2 separate regions of the Arachis hypogaea genome follow, and region 2 is linked to region 1. The links are chromatin contacts, called in public Hi-C maps. All regions are on one chromosome and are shown on one strand. The core of a region is the stretch at or near the end of the contact, and the rest is flanking DNA. Distances in the headings are between cores, read along the strand shown. Region 1 overlaps LOC112750889 (dihydropyrimidine dehydrogenase (NADP(+)), chloroplastic). Region 2 holds the start of LOC112750890 (COP1-interacting protein 7).

Region 1 (7,938 bases), core at 1,448-3,947:
GTAAATTTCTCCTGTCCTCATGGAATGCCGGAACGCAAAATGGGTGCGGCTGTTGGACAAGATTGTGCTCTTCTGGAAGAGGTTTGTGGATGGATAAATTCGAAAGCTACGGTTCCTGTTTGGGCCAAGATGACTCCCAACATAACTGATATTTCTCAGGTTGATTTCATATCTTGTCCTGTCCTTTTATACTCTACGCATATCATGCTGTTTTTAAGAATTAAGTGAGAACTTCTTCAAAATTTGTAATTTTCATAAAATATTGAGTTTACATTTGAATTGTCTTGGTAAACTTCATTAAATCAATCTTACTTAACAAGTGATACATAATATTTATTGATCTTTCATGATTATCATATTGGTAATTTTTGGGGATTCTTTTGCTTATAGCCAGCCAGAGTTGCCCTTCAATCAGGATGCAAGGGAGTAGCTGCCATAAATACAATCATGAGTGTCATGGGAATCAATCTAAATACATTACGTCCCGAGCCTTGTGTTGAGGGGTTTGTAATCTCATTCATACCAACTTCGCATTTCTTCTGTTATTTTTCGATCATCTTAAATATATGATTTATCTAAATAATGTTATCAGGTACTCTACTCCTGGGGGATACTCAGCAAAGGCAGTCCATCCAATAGCACTTGGGAAGGTCATGAGTATCGCGAAAATGATGAAGTCAGAATTTGATATGGACAAGTATTCACTTTCAGGCATTGGAGGTGTCGAGACGGGTGGTGACGCTGCAGAGTTCATTCTTCTTGGGGCAAACACTGTTCAGGTATGATTGATGAACGCCGATTAGGCCTTATCAAGTTTCTCCTTATCAGATTGAAAACCTTGTTCAATTAATTTATGACAAAAACTAAGCAGATCTTTTCAAACTATAGGTGTGCACTGGTGTTATGATGCATGGCTATGGTCTTGTGAAGAAACTATGTGATGAACTTAAAGACTTCATGAGAAAGCACAACTTCACATCAATTGAAGATTTCAGAGGGTAATAGAACTTAAAATTGGCCAAATACGTTTTTAGTCCCTATAAAATCGTAATTTCTTTTCTAGTCCCTGCAAAATTCACAAGATGATTAGTCTTAGTTCCTGTTAAATGCTGACGTGATAGACAGAAATTCAACCCTTGCATGTCGCATTTCATCTACCACGTCAACATTTATCAGAGACAAACTAACGACAAGGACCGGGGATTAAAAGAGGAAATCACATTCTAAGGGACAAAAACCTTATTAACAGAAACTGATCTGGTTTCAACTTTCCAGTAGATTGAAATACAAAGATGGAAGAAAAGCATTCTGATATTTTCCTTTTCTTTTTTGTTTACTGGGACGAAAATTGCAGGGCTTCTCTTCAGTACTTCACTACTCACACTGATTTGGTCCAAAGGCAGCAAGAAGCAATAAGGCAGAGGAAAGCCATAAAGAAAGGGTTGCAATCTGATAAAGATTGGACAGGTGATGGTTTTGTTAAAGAATCTGAAAGCATGGTTTCCAACTGAAATCGTCTTCATCAATCAAACAAGTGAAAAATGCAAAGCCTTTCTTTGCATGATTATATATATATGTTCATGAAAATTTGGGTAACATGGAAATGAAACACATAAGGCTCTTAGTTTTAGGGTCAGGAACTAATGGAAGTCAATTTTAATTTTACTTTCTTTGGTGCACTTGAGAAAATGTGACGTTGTTTAAACTTGAAAGTATTTTAATTCTTTTAGGGTGTTCTTCAGTTGTTAAACTACCAAATTTCTTTAAGTCTTTAAACCGTTTTTGCCATCATTAGTTGTGTGTTCAAGTTATAATTAAACATGACCAGAAAGTGGACTATATCTGCTGGCAAACTATAAAGAAAAATATAACTAAAATTAAGGTGATATTTTTTTTATTATTTGGCAACAATTTTTTATTTGATCACAAGCTTCAAAAATATAGCACAAGCTAATTAATAGTAATTAAACACTAGAAATAGGTTTCCTCGAATCGTTGAGATATCTATCCTTTCATAATATATATAGAGGATGTAAAAATAGTTAGTGTACACTTTTTTATATATATAATCCAATTTCTTTTCCTTTTATTTTCAGGGCTTGAAGCAAAGGTCCCTTAGTTAAATTATAAACAATTTTCATTTGAACTAATTCTATTTTTATTAATTTTACACGTTTAATAAATAAAATATTAGCTAATATATATAATATAGGAAGAATATTCAGTATGTCACCACGATGGAATCACTGAAGAAAAATCAAAAGCTTATAGAAAAGGCAAGCCATAGAACATTTGAAAATGACAAGTTATAAAGAAAAAGTGCGAACTCACGAGCCTTTAGCATCGATAGCTTATCGTAAAAAAATAAAGTCAGATACAATCTTTTTTCCCTCCTAAGATAATACACTTAAAATCATACAGTCAAACGTTGTAAGATTGCTGGGCCATATGGTTGGACTTTGGTCTTTTGCTTCATAGATCTCCTAAGCTTAAACTCAAAACTAACCTTTTTTTTAATGATCTTACCAAAATTCGATTCTCCCACCAAGAAGAAAAAGGTGAAGTGTTTAATGATTCATCAAGTATCTTATGGATGAACTTCTTTACATGTACCTGATTTTTTCTGAATATCTATAGTAGTTATAAAGTTTTTATTATTGGCCTGTTTGTTTTTGCATGTGTATGATGGGTAGGGGTGGCAAGCGGGGACCGCTCCGCCAGAAGCCCGCCCTTTGGCGGGCTGGTCCGCCCTGCCCCGCCTAGTGAGGCGGTCCCAAAATCCCACTCCGCCCCGCCTAATGGCGGGCTGGCGGGCCGGCGGGCTAAACCCGCTAAATATCTTCTTTTTTTTTTAACTATTAAATAATATATATAAAAGCATAAAAAATTTTTTTCTATTTTTTACTTTTAACTATTATAATTTCTAAAAGTATAAACAAATTATAATTTTTATATTCACAAATATTAAAGTCTTTGTAATTATAAATATCTAATAAACATAATTATAAACCAAGTTTTCATCCAAAACATAATTATAAATATTGTTCCCAAAGCAAAATAAACATAATCCAAAACATAATTATAAATAGTCTCTAAAACAAAATAAACATAATCCAAAACACTCAATTTTCATCTTTATTCTCTTGTAAGTTGGGTTGGGGGATGTTGGGTTTTGGCAAAAAAAATTGTAAAAATACCCCTTGATAAAAAAATACTAAGCCCGGCGGGGAAGCCCGCCCCGCCAAAGCCCGCGGTTTAAACGGTGCGGGTTAGGCGGACTTTTGCTATTTGGCGGTCCTAATTTACCAGCTCAGCCCGCCTTTTTTGGCGGGTTACGCGGTCCGGACCGGCGGATTTAGGCCCATTTGCCACCCCTAATGATGGGTAAAGTAAAGGAAATCATATATGTTTTTATATGTTGTTAAGGTGTATTTATTATTATTATTATTATTATCTTAGGGTTGCTATGAGTTATTTACACTTTATTGAGTTATCGCCAGCATATCGGATACATTTCGAACACGGCACTCATTCGCATTCAATAAGTGTGTCTTTCATAATTAACCATATTTAATAAAACATTAAAAAAAAATTGACACACTTAAACACTTAAATACCATCACAAGTAAGTGTATTTAACTTATATTTTTTAGACGAGTTTAAAAATTAAATTATATATACTATTATTTATTAAAATATAAATTATTTTAAATATTTTATATAATTAAAAAATATTAATTTATATTTAATATTAATAAAATAATAAGATATTATTATAATTTATCTAATAAATATTTTGTATTTTATATATATTGTATACCACATCTTATAAAAACGTAAAATTAATATATCTAAATATTTCATATTGTATATATCATGTTCATTGTACGTTTGAGTATGCCTACTTCATATTATCAAGGACTCTTATACATGGAGCACAAATATATAATGGAAATTACAAAGAAATCCTTATTCATTGCCAGTATACTATTTCCCTAATATATTTTGTATATGGATTAGGTTAATATCTATTATTTAATCTAAGAACCTTTTTATTTGTATAATATATATGACCCATCACCATCACATCATATAAATATTGTCATCATTCTCAAAATAATGTTTTCCCTCAAACATTGTACATTATTTTCGTAAGAAAATAGCTCATAATCTACAGAAAAAAAAAAAAAAAAACTAAAACAGTTAATGATATATTAGAGTGATATGAAATAATCTTGTCTTCAAAAGATGAACTTCTTAAATTATAGTTTTTGAAATATTTGTTTCATTATTATTTAGTGAAAATATTGGGGTTTTACATTATTATATATTTACTGACAAATATTTAACTTATACTGTTTTAAAAGCAAACACAAGCACTTATTTCACTCTCATTAGTATATATATATTAAAAGCTAATTATGAACATTATTTTTGCCATTTAAATCTAAAAATAAATAACAACATATTGGTGAAGATTTGTTAATAAGAAAATGGAAAATTTTTTTTTAATCCAAAACCAAATTTCACAATAAGAAACCTTTAATATACCAGTGTAAAAAATTAGAACTGTTAAAGAAACCAATAATAATAAAAGAAAAGAAAGAAATTAAACAGTTCCCCTAAGGAATATATATATATGTTAAAGTGTAAATTTTTTGTCCTTGAAATTTGTCAAAAATTTTAAAAATATTTTTAAAACTTTTGTTTCAGTTTTGTTCTAAAATTTTTTATTCATATCAAATATATCCCGACAACTAAATTTTTTAAAAAATTAGGATTAATTCAATAATAATGAATGATAAATATATTTGATTTGCTTGTATTAAAGGTTATTTTGTAAAATTATTCTTGAATTGGTCATAATTTTTTTTAAAAAATAATTGTTAGGAGTAAATTTGATGCAAATAAAAAAATTATAGGATAAAATTAAAACAAAATAAAATTTTAGAATATTTTAAAAATTTTTAGCAAATTCAAAGACAAAAAATACATTTTACCCTATATTAAATTAAGAAACAAATTTTTTTCAACCAATATTATTAACTTTTTAAAGTTATTTTATTTATTTTAAATTCTAAATACTAAATTATAAATTTTTAATCTTAAATTTTAAATTATAAATCTAAGCTTTAAATTTTGCTAATATTTATTCACTAAAAATTTGGTTTTTATATTCTTTCTAAATAATAATTTAGTGTGAAACCGTTGGGGCATGATGAGAAGGAGAAAAGATATTTATATATACTTTATAGTCATATCCAATATATATAAGGAAAAAGTCTAGGGACAGCAATTTTATTAAATTCTGGTCAATATGTAACCAGCAAAAAAAAATGAATAATTTCACACCGTTGGATAAAATCTCACACCATTAAAAACATTATTAATAGCTATTTGATAGCTACAAATCACAAAAATTACTGCCCCTAACACTCCTCATATATAAGTGCATACTATACTACCTATGGTATCTTAAAAACTATTACTAAAATTCAAATAATTATTTTAATTTAAAAAATAAAAAATATTATCAAAATAAAAAAAATATGGCTTTAAGTTTAATAACACTAGTCACTATAACTACTATATATATGTATATAACGTTAACGAGGGATTTGAAAATTTAGAATAATAATTGAAAGCATAAATTAATTAATAGCGAAGATTTAGAAATATTACAGTGGTGGCACACGCACAAGCCTGAGAAATTAATTAAAGTTATAAACATGTCTAGATATTAGGGTTTCTTCTGAACTTGCAGTCACTACTTGAAGAAGCACCAGAAGCTTCAGAAGGAGGAGGCATGGCGGTGGCCTTGGTGGTGAGCTCCCTGAGTTGTGAATGCATGTTGTTTATGAAAGCCATTGACTTCTGTTGCGGTTCCTCCATTGCTTCTTTCAGCTTCCCAAGTGCCATGCAATATGCTTCCTGTATGTGCATTTTTTTTTAATTATAAATAAATAATCACAAATGAAAAAAAGTTTGCTACGATTGAATTATTATTATCATTAGAGAAAAAAGTTTACTACTATACTACTGTATTGATACTTGATAGACACTAAAATGCATATTGATTTATTTATTTTTATTTATTAATTAAAAATAGAATTAATTGAGATGATACATGATTTATATCTTAGTTAAGAGATTTTGGGTTAAGTCTTAAAAATAATAACTTTTTTATGAATTATATATAATGAAAAATATTTAAAAAAAAAAGATATTAATCTTTTTATATTTCTATTTTATATAGTATAGAAGTATATATTATTATAATTTGTGTAACCATTAAGACTAATTGTGTCTGGCTTTTGATAGGAGTGAAGGAAATTGTTGAAAATGAAATTGAAGAAAATATCACAATTATTGTTACCCAATATTAATATCTATTGGGCTAGTGTGAAAGGAAGTAATACATATTGTTGGAATCAAACCGAAGAAGCAGAAAAATATGTGGAACTTAAGTTTATATATAATTTTTATTATAAATAATATATTTTAAAAAATTAAACTGTTATATAAAAATATATAAATAATTATATTTCTAATACAAATGTTACTACTTTTCAAATTCTTTTATTTTAGTTAAGTTTTTAAATCATGAAAGATACACGAGCATACGAATTTAAATATTAAAATTTAATAATTATGAATCATTTTTAACCCCTAAACAATTTTTTGTCCTCTTGCAGAAGATTTATGAATACACTTGTCACTTAAAAAAAGAATATAACAACAGAAATAGTTCTGCATTTTGTCCAATAGACAAGTGTATGATTTCATATATATATATAATTTTGATGTATTGTTAGTGTAAAATAATTTTACACGTGTATCTAATTACGTAATGCCACATCAGTAAAAATAACTACTTTTTATATTGACAGTGTGAATGATCATCTAAAAGAACATATGTAATTGCATGACTGTGTAAAATATTTTATACTGTCAGTGTATCAAAATTAAATTCTATATATATATTAAGAAATAATTTATCTTCTTAAACATTTTTTCTAAAAACAAAATAATCTATTCTTTTTAATAATTTTGAGATATTAGGCGTATTTACTTGTTGTATTTCATTTAGTATTTAAAAAGACTTTTATCAGGGTGATGACAGATCCAATATATCATTACTCAAGGGTAACATGATGATTACAATCACACATGCTATGTAATTATTAACAACTTGGTTTCTCCTTTAAAATGTTTAAATAATAAAACAAAAAGAAGGCAAAAGGTTTCTTAGAAATGATGTTGATTTGTAAAGCATATATATTAGTATAGTATAGTATATAGAATAATAGAATATAATATGCTACCATCATTGCAATTAACTTTTTCTAATATATTGTTGGCAAAATAAAGATTAAAAAAACAAAAGAGGGATAGCTGAAATTATTAACAAGTCACTACAAAAACTCAGAAATGAGAATCAACACTGCCTCCCCCAATTATTTATTCTGGAGCTTAGTTTCTTTAAATAATTGTTTAAAGTTTCCATAAGTAGCTCAGGTGATGGTGGGTCTGATAAGTCTCCTAGAATTGTGCAATTTCAATTGATGGTGCAGCAGTCCATTAAAAATTCTACAAACATAGGGATACTAATCATGTCAAAAAAAAAAAAAAAAGTATTTTTCCAAATTCATGTGTCATAGATAATGATAGAAGCACTTTTCTGAATATGTCACCCTTTAATTAGAATATCTTGAATGATTAATTAGCAATTTATCAATTAGTTTGCTGAGATATTTTGCTATATATATAGACCTAGAAATTTTGTCCTTTTGGAGATAAACAAAAAAAACCCTAATTATATAAGCATTAAACTTAGTATAATTATAATATAGAAATATAGAGAATTAATTTTTAAGTAGTTAATATTAGTTAATATTATATTATAATTTTTTTAACCTTTATTTTTGTAGAATTTAA
Region 2 (7,938 bases), core at 1,595-4,094, 47 kb after region 1:
TGAACATTCGCCATGTGTGGTGGTTTCGGATCAGTTGAAGCCAAGTTCACATCTGCAGATTGTAGAAACTCGGTGTAAACTTCAATATAATATGGTAAAAGAAAATTGAAAAACAATAAAATGATACCTTCTTTTTTACCAGAATTTGGTGTTTCCAGTTCTCCAGCATCCTTAGTGCTATTATTCTCAATAGTATCGTTTGCTAGCACAATTCCGGATGTCTCGGAAAATAAGATCGCCGGAGGTAAGCATGATTGCATTGCAGCAACTTCTTTTATCCAAAGATCATCAGCATGCTTTTTGCTCCATAAATCCTTGAAGTTAATGCAGGCTTCCCTATAAGCATGTAAGAATCAGCTTTCTCTTAGTGCATAATAATACACAGAACCTTCTTAATATGCTAATCAATTCCAGTTCATACCTCAAACGCAATGCTCCAAATGCATTTGCAAAATGCATGAGATCATCAATACTGTTGATCTCAAATCCGGCAACTAGACCACGTGTATAGGCCATAGCTTGCTCTTTCCGGAGTAGTGCTATTCGAGACTCCAATAGTCGTTGCAGGGAGACCCTAAACGATATGGAAATTGAAAACTTAGGAACAAATTTAAAACTAGCAAAACAAAGAAGATTACACTTCAATTGAAGAGGTAGAAACTTACTTTGAGCTTTCCTCTTCTTTATTGTCAACATCTTCAATTACTCCATTTAACTGAAACAAATAACAAACATAAATCAATAGAATTCTTAGAGACTCTTAAGTAATTTTGACATACATGTTGGGAGATAAATACCTTTGCAGAATCACTCAACCTCCTTGTAATTCCATTGGCTTGTGGCGCGGTTCCTATACAAAGGAATTTTAGTAAGACAACTACTTAAGAAGTGCGGTTTCTTGGAATTCAATTCTATTCTAAGAACAATTACTAATCAATTCTCAAAGAAATATCTGCAAAACATGCTTGAAATTGCAGCTCCTAGCCATACCTTCATCGGAAGATGCAGTGGACATCGACAAAGCATTTGCTTGAAATGAACTTTCAATCTGCAGGATTTCTTTTTCAAGGCTGACGAACCTCTCCAAAATCGCAGGTGTGCTAACGAATCGCACAAATCTAAAAAAAATTGCACAGCATGTCTTAATACGATGAAGAAATTGGATTGATGTGAATTGGATGAAGGATATATAGGTCATGAACAGAGCAAAAAATGCACAACATGTCTTAATTTCCAAAGCCTCACCACTCTCCGGGGTAGACTACTTTCCAAATTATACTGTCGAAATAGTTTGAATCAAAGTATCCAACAAAAAATGAATCCCTATTCTCCAAATCTATAAAACCAAGTAAACTAATTCCATGACTAATGTGATAGTCATCATTCAACTAGTTGGATTTCATTCATCAATCCCTGCTTAATTAACTAATAATTAAGAACATTTAGAAATTCCTAAGTCAATATGCATTTGAAAAACCATTCCCAATCATATCTAAAGCACTTAAGCACTTTCAATGCAAAGGTAATTGATTCATTGATTCATTGATTCCGGGGTTCTTCAAACTTAATTGGAAATAGGATAAGTACTCTATTGAAACCAAAGAACAAATGAAGAATCATTTACAAACACCGTGATTATCCACAAAAGAATAAAAGTGAAAAGAGGGAAAACCAGATAAGGGGGAAAGGAATAATCACCTTTCAAAGGTGGCCTTGGAGAACCAGAATGCAGAATTGTTTGGAGGGAGAAGCTTAATTGAGTATCCACCTTTAGAGATCTCATCTTTCACAAACTTGAGGTGAGAAACAAAAGGCTCAAACAACCCTGAAGCTATTTTCTCACGAACACCACCACAAAACACTACCAGCTCACATCTGCAGAAGAAAAAGGATCAAACCCAAAATTCCAAAACCCATCCACTAATCCTGGAAACCAAAAAAGATTAATTCTTGAGATCATAGAAATTCTGGGGTGCCTCAAAACATTACCTGGTCCTGGTTGGTGTGAGTTGAAACAAAGCATAATCCAGAACAGCCTTGGAATCCATGCTAAGAAGAAGCAGAGAAAACTGTCAGAACATAACAAACTAAACACTGAACAACGTTAATTAGATTTGTTTGTGCTGGTGAAAATGCTAGAAAGTTGATAGTAGCATAGTATCTACTACTACAACTAGTTGTGAAACATGACTTATGAGTTATGACAGTGTCATGTGATAGAAAGAATAGAAGAAAGAAAAAATAAGAGAGACAGCAGAGAGATTCAGCATGGCACATGGAGTGTGAAGTGGGGTAATGTTATTGGATTTCAACGCCAAAAGTCACATGCAACGGTGACACCTTCTTTCTACTAATGTCTACCGTATCTTTTTACTAACCCACACTCATCTTCTGTGCCTAAGCTTTTGTATCAATGACGCCAGCAGCCACAAAAATCAAAAAGTCATCAAGTGAATGGTGATTATCAAGGTTTTAAAAACTCAATTGATGATCGAATTTATAAAGTTCAAAGTTTAAAAATTTAAACATTCAATTGAAGTTCAATTAATGTTAAATTAAATATAATAAAATAATATATTTATGTATAAGATATATAATTTAAAAAACTTTTTTTTATAATTTATTTTTTTAAACATGTTTAAGGTTTAACGCTAAAAAATTATACCGGTTAATTCGTTTTTTATCTGTATTTTTATTTTTAACTGATTACTGTCAAATAATTTTTGTTTTAAACTAGAATTGTCGGATGGTAAGTTTTTGATTAAGCAGATTGAACGGACTGATTCGATCTGGTTATTATTTATTAGAGCTATGGTGATTATTCATTATAGTATGCTTGTGCAAGTTTTCCTCTCATGACTAGTGTTTGCTATGCCTTTAATATTAATGATTTAATATATTTGAAACATTATAAAGAAATAAATATTGATCGTATATATGTGTGCTTTTAAGACCATTTAAGTGTTTATCCTTAAAAGTTAAAAGACAAGACGGTGGAAGCATTGGCAAATGTTTGGTTTGGCACCTCACACCAGTTGTCTTGCAGTGGTGATTGATAGGATATGTCAGGTTGGAAAGGAATATGCTTATAATTTTAAATGCACTTTTCCCTTTGTTTGATTGATTAATGCCCAATATTAACAATTTATTTATGAATACAGCACAGATTTTTTACTTGCTTTGCTTGAGACAGGAATCAGACACTTCACTTCACAATTCATTATTAAGACTTCACAATTCACATTAGATTTATTTCTCATTTTAACCACCCCCCCCCCTCCCCCTTCTTTTTTTTCCCTCCTTTTTATTCCTATTATATGAGGAATGTCCACATATCCAAATTCAGATATATTTTTTTCCCTAAGGGGAAAACATAAATCTGAATGCATAGATTAACTGAATGGATTTTTATTTTATTTATCAAAATATACGGTTTATAGTATTTTTACAAAAATTACCGTATCTCTTATCTCGTAAATAAAATAAGAATGCATGTATCTCATTTACACTATAAATGAGATAAGACACAAAACGATACAGTCGTATCACGTTTGTACACATGACGTATAACGGTCCTATCTCCTTTACAGTGTAAACGAGATAAGAGTGGATGAAGTCTATATACATGTATTTCGTCCATAGCGCCATTTGAGTCCTTGTTATATCCATTTCTTCAACTTTTTTTTTTCTACTTGTACCTTTTTTTAATCATATTATTGAATTACTAAGAGATTATGGTGCACGCCAATGCACATCATACAGACATCAATCAACTGAACGCAACATGATGATCACCACCTGTATTACCATGATAATCAGCACCAATGATATTGATATGTTTAGGATGAATTATATGGTAAAGATGTAAGTTTATAGATCTTTCCTTTTATAGGATGAAAGAGAGATTGAAAAAGATAGGACTCACATTTTGAACAACAATAAAATAATAAAAAATAATTATAAAAATAATTTATATTCTCTCTCTATACAACTTTAATCTGTATAGTAGAGTGTCCCTATGTATAGACTTTACGTTATTTTATTTGTTATTAAAGTTGTAGCTTGGCACAATATTTAAGTTCGTTAGCATCGTTGTTGTAAATTGTGTCCTTGCTATTATTTATATTGTTAGCCACCTTTTACGTAATTTTAGTTATTGTTGTATGTAAATGTGTTAACGTGCTAAATTCAAAATTTTAGAATTCAATAATGAAGAAAAGTGCATTAAAGTTTAATTTAATCAAAATAAACCCTAAACCTAAAACCCTAATAACAAAAACATCGTAAGGATCTAAACAAGAAACTAACATTCAAGTACAAAATAAACGAAGTAAATAAAGAACACACTAAATGTTTTTTGACAACTAACAAACAACTGCATCGTGAAACTAAACTAAGCCATTGGTTTGGACAGTCTTTTCGAGTATGCCCGATTTGTCTGCATAGACTACACATCTTCTCTTGACGCTTACCCTCATCCATCTCATTACGAAATCTGGTGAAAATAGGTCTGCCAGTAGTCTTCCTACGCATGGCTGGATTAGGATGCAGCCGTGTTTCGTACCACTCCAGCCAAAGCTTCGCATCTGGTATCGGTGGAAACTCCGTCTCATACATCTTGAATACAACAGACTGCAACTACACCGGATGCACATATTGAACCTACCAGCCATGTCTGCCATCTCTCGCGACAAACATCTTAAGGCATCTATGTACCACTGGTACCCAACTTTGCTTGGGCTATAAGCAACGTTTATTAGATATTGCTTGTTCTCGACAAACTTGAAACGAGATGTAAAGTTCGCAGCCATGTGCCTGACATAATAAGCATGAAACGCTCTAAGAGGATGCCAGCCACTATCGTCGGCTCTTAGTGCAACCTTGATCACCTGGGATCTGTTAGAAATAATCAACAAGCCATCTTGTGGGGTCACATATTGTCTCAAATTCGTAACAAAGAAAGACCAGGACTCGGTGCTCTCAGACTCAACAATTACAAAAGCAACAGGAAGAATGTTGTTGTTACCATCTTGTGCTACTGCAATAAGTAAAGCACCACCATATTTGCCATACAAATGTGTGCCATCAACAGAGACGAATAGCTTGCAATGCTTAAATGCCTCCACACAGACAGGGAAGGCCCAGAATACCTTATCAAACATGCTACAGTCGCGCACCATAAGGTGTCCATCATAGTACAGTATGACCTTGAACTCACATATTGTTCCGGGATAACAACTTTGCAGTGCTTGCAGCAACCTAGGCACTTTATTATGTGACTCCTCCTAATCTCCATATATCTGCGCAATTACCTTTTACTTCGCCATCCAGACATTTCTATACGAAGGTTTGAAGTGATAGCTTTGCCTAACTGCACCTTGTAGTATAGGGATGCTGACGGATGGGTTGGACTGTATCAATGGCAGGATGACATAGCAGATGAGGCTACTGTCCAACTGTCGATGGTCCTGAGACATGGTTGGTAACACGTGTGCACTCCTCCAACCCTACGTACCTCCCTAACAAAATAACACATACATGGTTGGTATTTACACAAAATATAACAGTGATAAATGATGTTAATTACACCACAGTTAAACGAAGCCTCACCAATATCCAAGATTCTGTCAGAGGGCAACATGGAGACTCCATGGGCATCCAACTGCATATTGCCGGCAATGAACATGGTATTTTAATCAGTCCGACTCCACTACTCAGTACTCAACACTTCTACGAATGTTGTAATTTTTCACACCCTGCATCACTGCATCTCTACTCTTGAATCTATGGCCAACCTAAAACTCCACACAACCGTCTAAGTTGTAACCATTTTCACCCATGTTGAAAAATGGAGTTTTCTCATGCATCGCGTCCAGATCCAACGTCTGATAGTGATTGGATACAGCTGATAAGGCCAGAATTAGGTCGCGGGGTGGGGGGGGAGGAAGAAGATATCGAACTGATGCCTCCACCGGCATCTCGGGTACAAACTCCTCCTCATCATCATCTTCAGAAGAACCACTATCGTTGCTATTCGCAACATACTCCTCGTCGGATTTCTCACCATCCACGTCAATGTCTTCCATTGGACTTGCAACGTGTATTGATGGTAGTGCGAGAGGTAGGTCGTCCTGCACAAAATCTGAGTAGCCAGATTCACCGCCACCAACATCACCGACCTCTGTAGAAAACTCCATAACTTGTTCCGCCATGATTCTTCCATGGATGTCAAACATGAGACACACATGCTCGTCGCTATGTAGCCAAAGCAGACGAAACCGAAAAACTCCATTTTCCATTGGTGGTAGCAACCTATACCCCACTCTTTCTATCTCTTTTCTCCCGCTACCACCAATACTATTCAATATCAGACTCTTCAGCTCGGACAAAGAACTAACTCGTCGGATGCACAACAAAATGAGATGATCACATTGAAATATGATCCTGGTGTCACTGTTTCTCATATGGCAATTGGAATACACATTTATAACCATATATCCACCATCATTAGATATTTTGGCTTATTTTTCAGAAGAAAAACAAAAGAAAAGTAGTGAGATGTTTGTGAAAAATACAAAGGGTTGTACATTCTTTTATAACTGCTAAAAATTTTTCATAATATATTTCGTTTACACAGTAAACGTCATAATTTTTTACGTATTTCGTTTACAATATAAACAAAATAAGAGTACACGTATCTCGTTTACGGTATAAAAATGAGATAAAACAGTCTAGTGTTTCGTATTTTATCTCGTTTACAGTATAAACGAGATAAGAGATACGGTAATTTTTTGTAAAAATACTATAAATTATCTATTCTGATATATAATAAAAAAATTATTTTATTTATTTAAAAAAAATCCATAACTGAATAGATAATAACAAAGGAGCTAATACATAATTTTGTTGAGCTAACTAGTGAAAATGTGTACGACTAAGTGTGTGTTTGGATTACAGTTTGCAAACCAGAGTTTGCATAAAATTGATTTTATAAAATTGATTTTGATGATAAGTTAGTTTGGGTTAACGTGATTTATGTTTGGTAATCTTTGTATTAAAATTGATTATAGTAAAATAAATGTTGTTTGGATTATACTACTCAAAATCACTTTTAGATGAAAAATTACTAAAATAGACATCAATTTTATATACCTGCAAAATCAGAATACTATAAAAAATATTTATCATATAAATAAAATAAATATAATAAAAAATAAAAATATAAAAGAGAGTACTATAAATTTTATAATGTCACACAAAAAGAAAATATTCTATAATTTTTTTTAGTATTTCAGTACTCTTTAATTTAGTATTATTTTAGACTATAAATTTTTATTATTTATGACTCTATTGTTACTTATAATTAATTTTTTATTTATTTTGTCATTTTTTTATAGGATCATAATTTATATTATTCAAAATTTTGATAATAAACGTAATATATAATAATTACAATTACAAATTTTACAAATTCAGAATAAAAAATAAAAAAATTAATACAAAACAAAAATAGAGTACATCAAAGAATAGAAAAAAATTATACAGATAAGAAATAATAAAAATTCTATAAAACCAACAACATATATTATATGAACAAAAAAATACCATAAAACGTAAATAAAATTCATATGAATAAAATCAAATAAAAATAAAAAAATTTCAATTTGTTAGTGATTGAAATAAATCTGAACGATTTTGATGAAAAAAATGGAACTAAAAAATTATGAAGAAGTAGGAAGAACTACAAAGAATGACTGTGAAGATAATAGTTACTAGTATCATTTTTATAGAAGAAAATAAAGGGTAGGGTTGATAAAAAAGAAATATTTGAGCTTCTCCTAAACGTGAACGTAAAACGTGAAACGCAGAAGCTACAAATTTGAGCTTCTCCTAAAAGTGGGTTCAGAGGCAGAATCAATTCGCGTTCACAAAGATAAA

The links. Hi-C and Micro-C count contacts between places; a contact is called where the count stands out from the background.
Region 2: a contact with region 1 is called in a Hi-C map of leaf, with 3 times the contacts expected there. The contact joins the promoter of LOC112750890 here to the enhancer-like site in region 1. A contact is called at or near these places in 2 of 8 Hi-C or Micro-C datasets (leaf and an unstated tissue).

What each region holds. Positions count from the first base shown.
Region 1 is chr15:139,395,729-139,403,666 of arahy.Tifrunner.gnm2.J5K5, forward strand. It overlaps LOC112750889 (dihydropyrimidine dehydrogenase (NADP(+)), chloroplastic), which reads left to right. Exons shown (of 7, transcript XM_025799808.3): 3 at 1-159; 4 at 391-503; 5 at 593-779; 6 at 889-998; 7 at 1,355-1,731. The coding sequence ends at 1,511. It overlaps LOC112747191 (homeobox protein knotted-1-like 1), which reads right to left. Exons shown (of 3, transcript XM_025795176.2): 3 at 5,618-5,931. The coding sequence ends at 5,734. Among protein-coding and RNA genes, the nearest start is that of LOC112747191, 7.0 kb to the right of the region's middle. Within about 2 kb of position 2,698, at least 2 of the 3 cell types and tissues checked have open chromatin away from gene starts, as enhancers often do.
Region 2 is chr15:139,442,936-139,450,873 of arahy.Tifrunner.gnm2.J5K5, forward strand. It overlaps LOC112750890 (COP1-interacting protein 7), which reads right to left and starts at 2,845. Exons shown (of 9, transcript XM_072216934.1): 1 at 1,990-2,845; 2 at 1,699-1,875; 3 at 991-1,118; 4 at 798-850; 5 at 666-715; 6 at 422-574; 7 at 128-336; 8 at 1-52. The coding sequence starts at 2,048.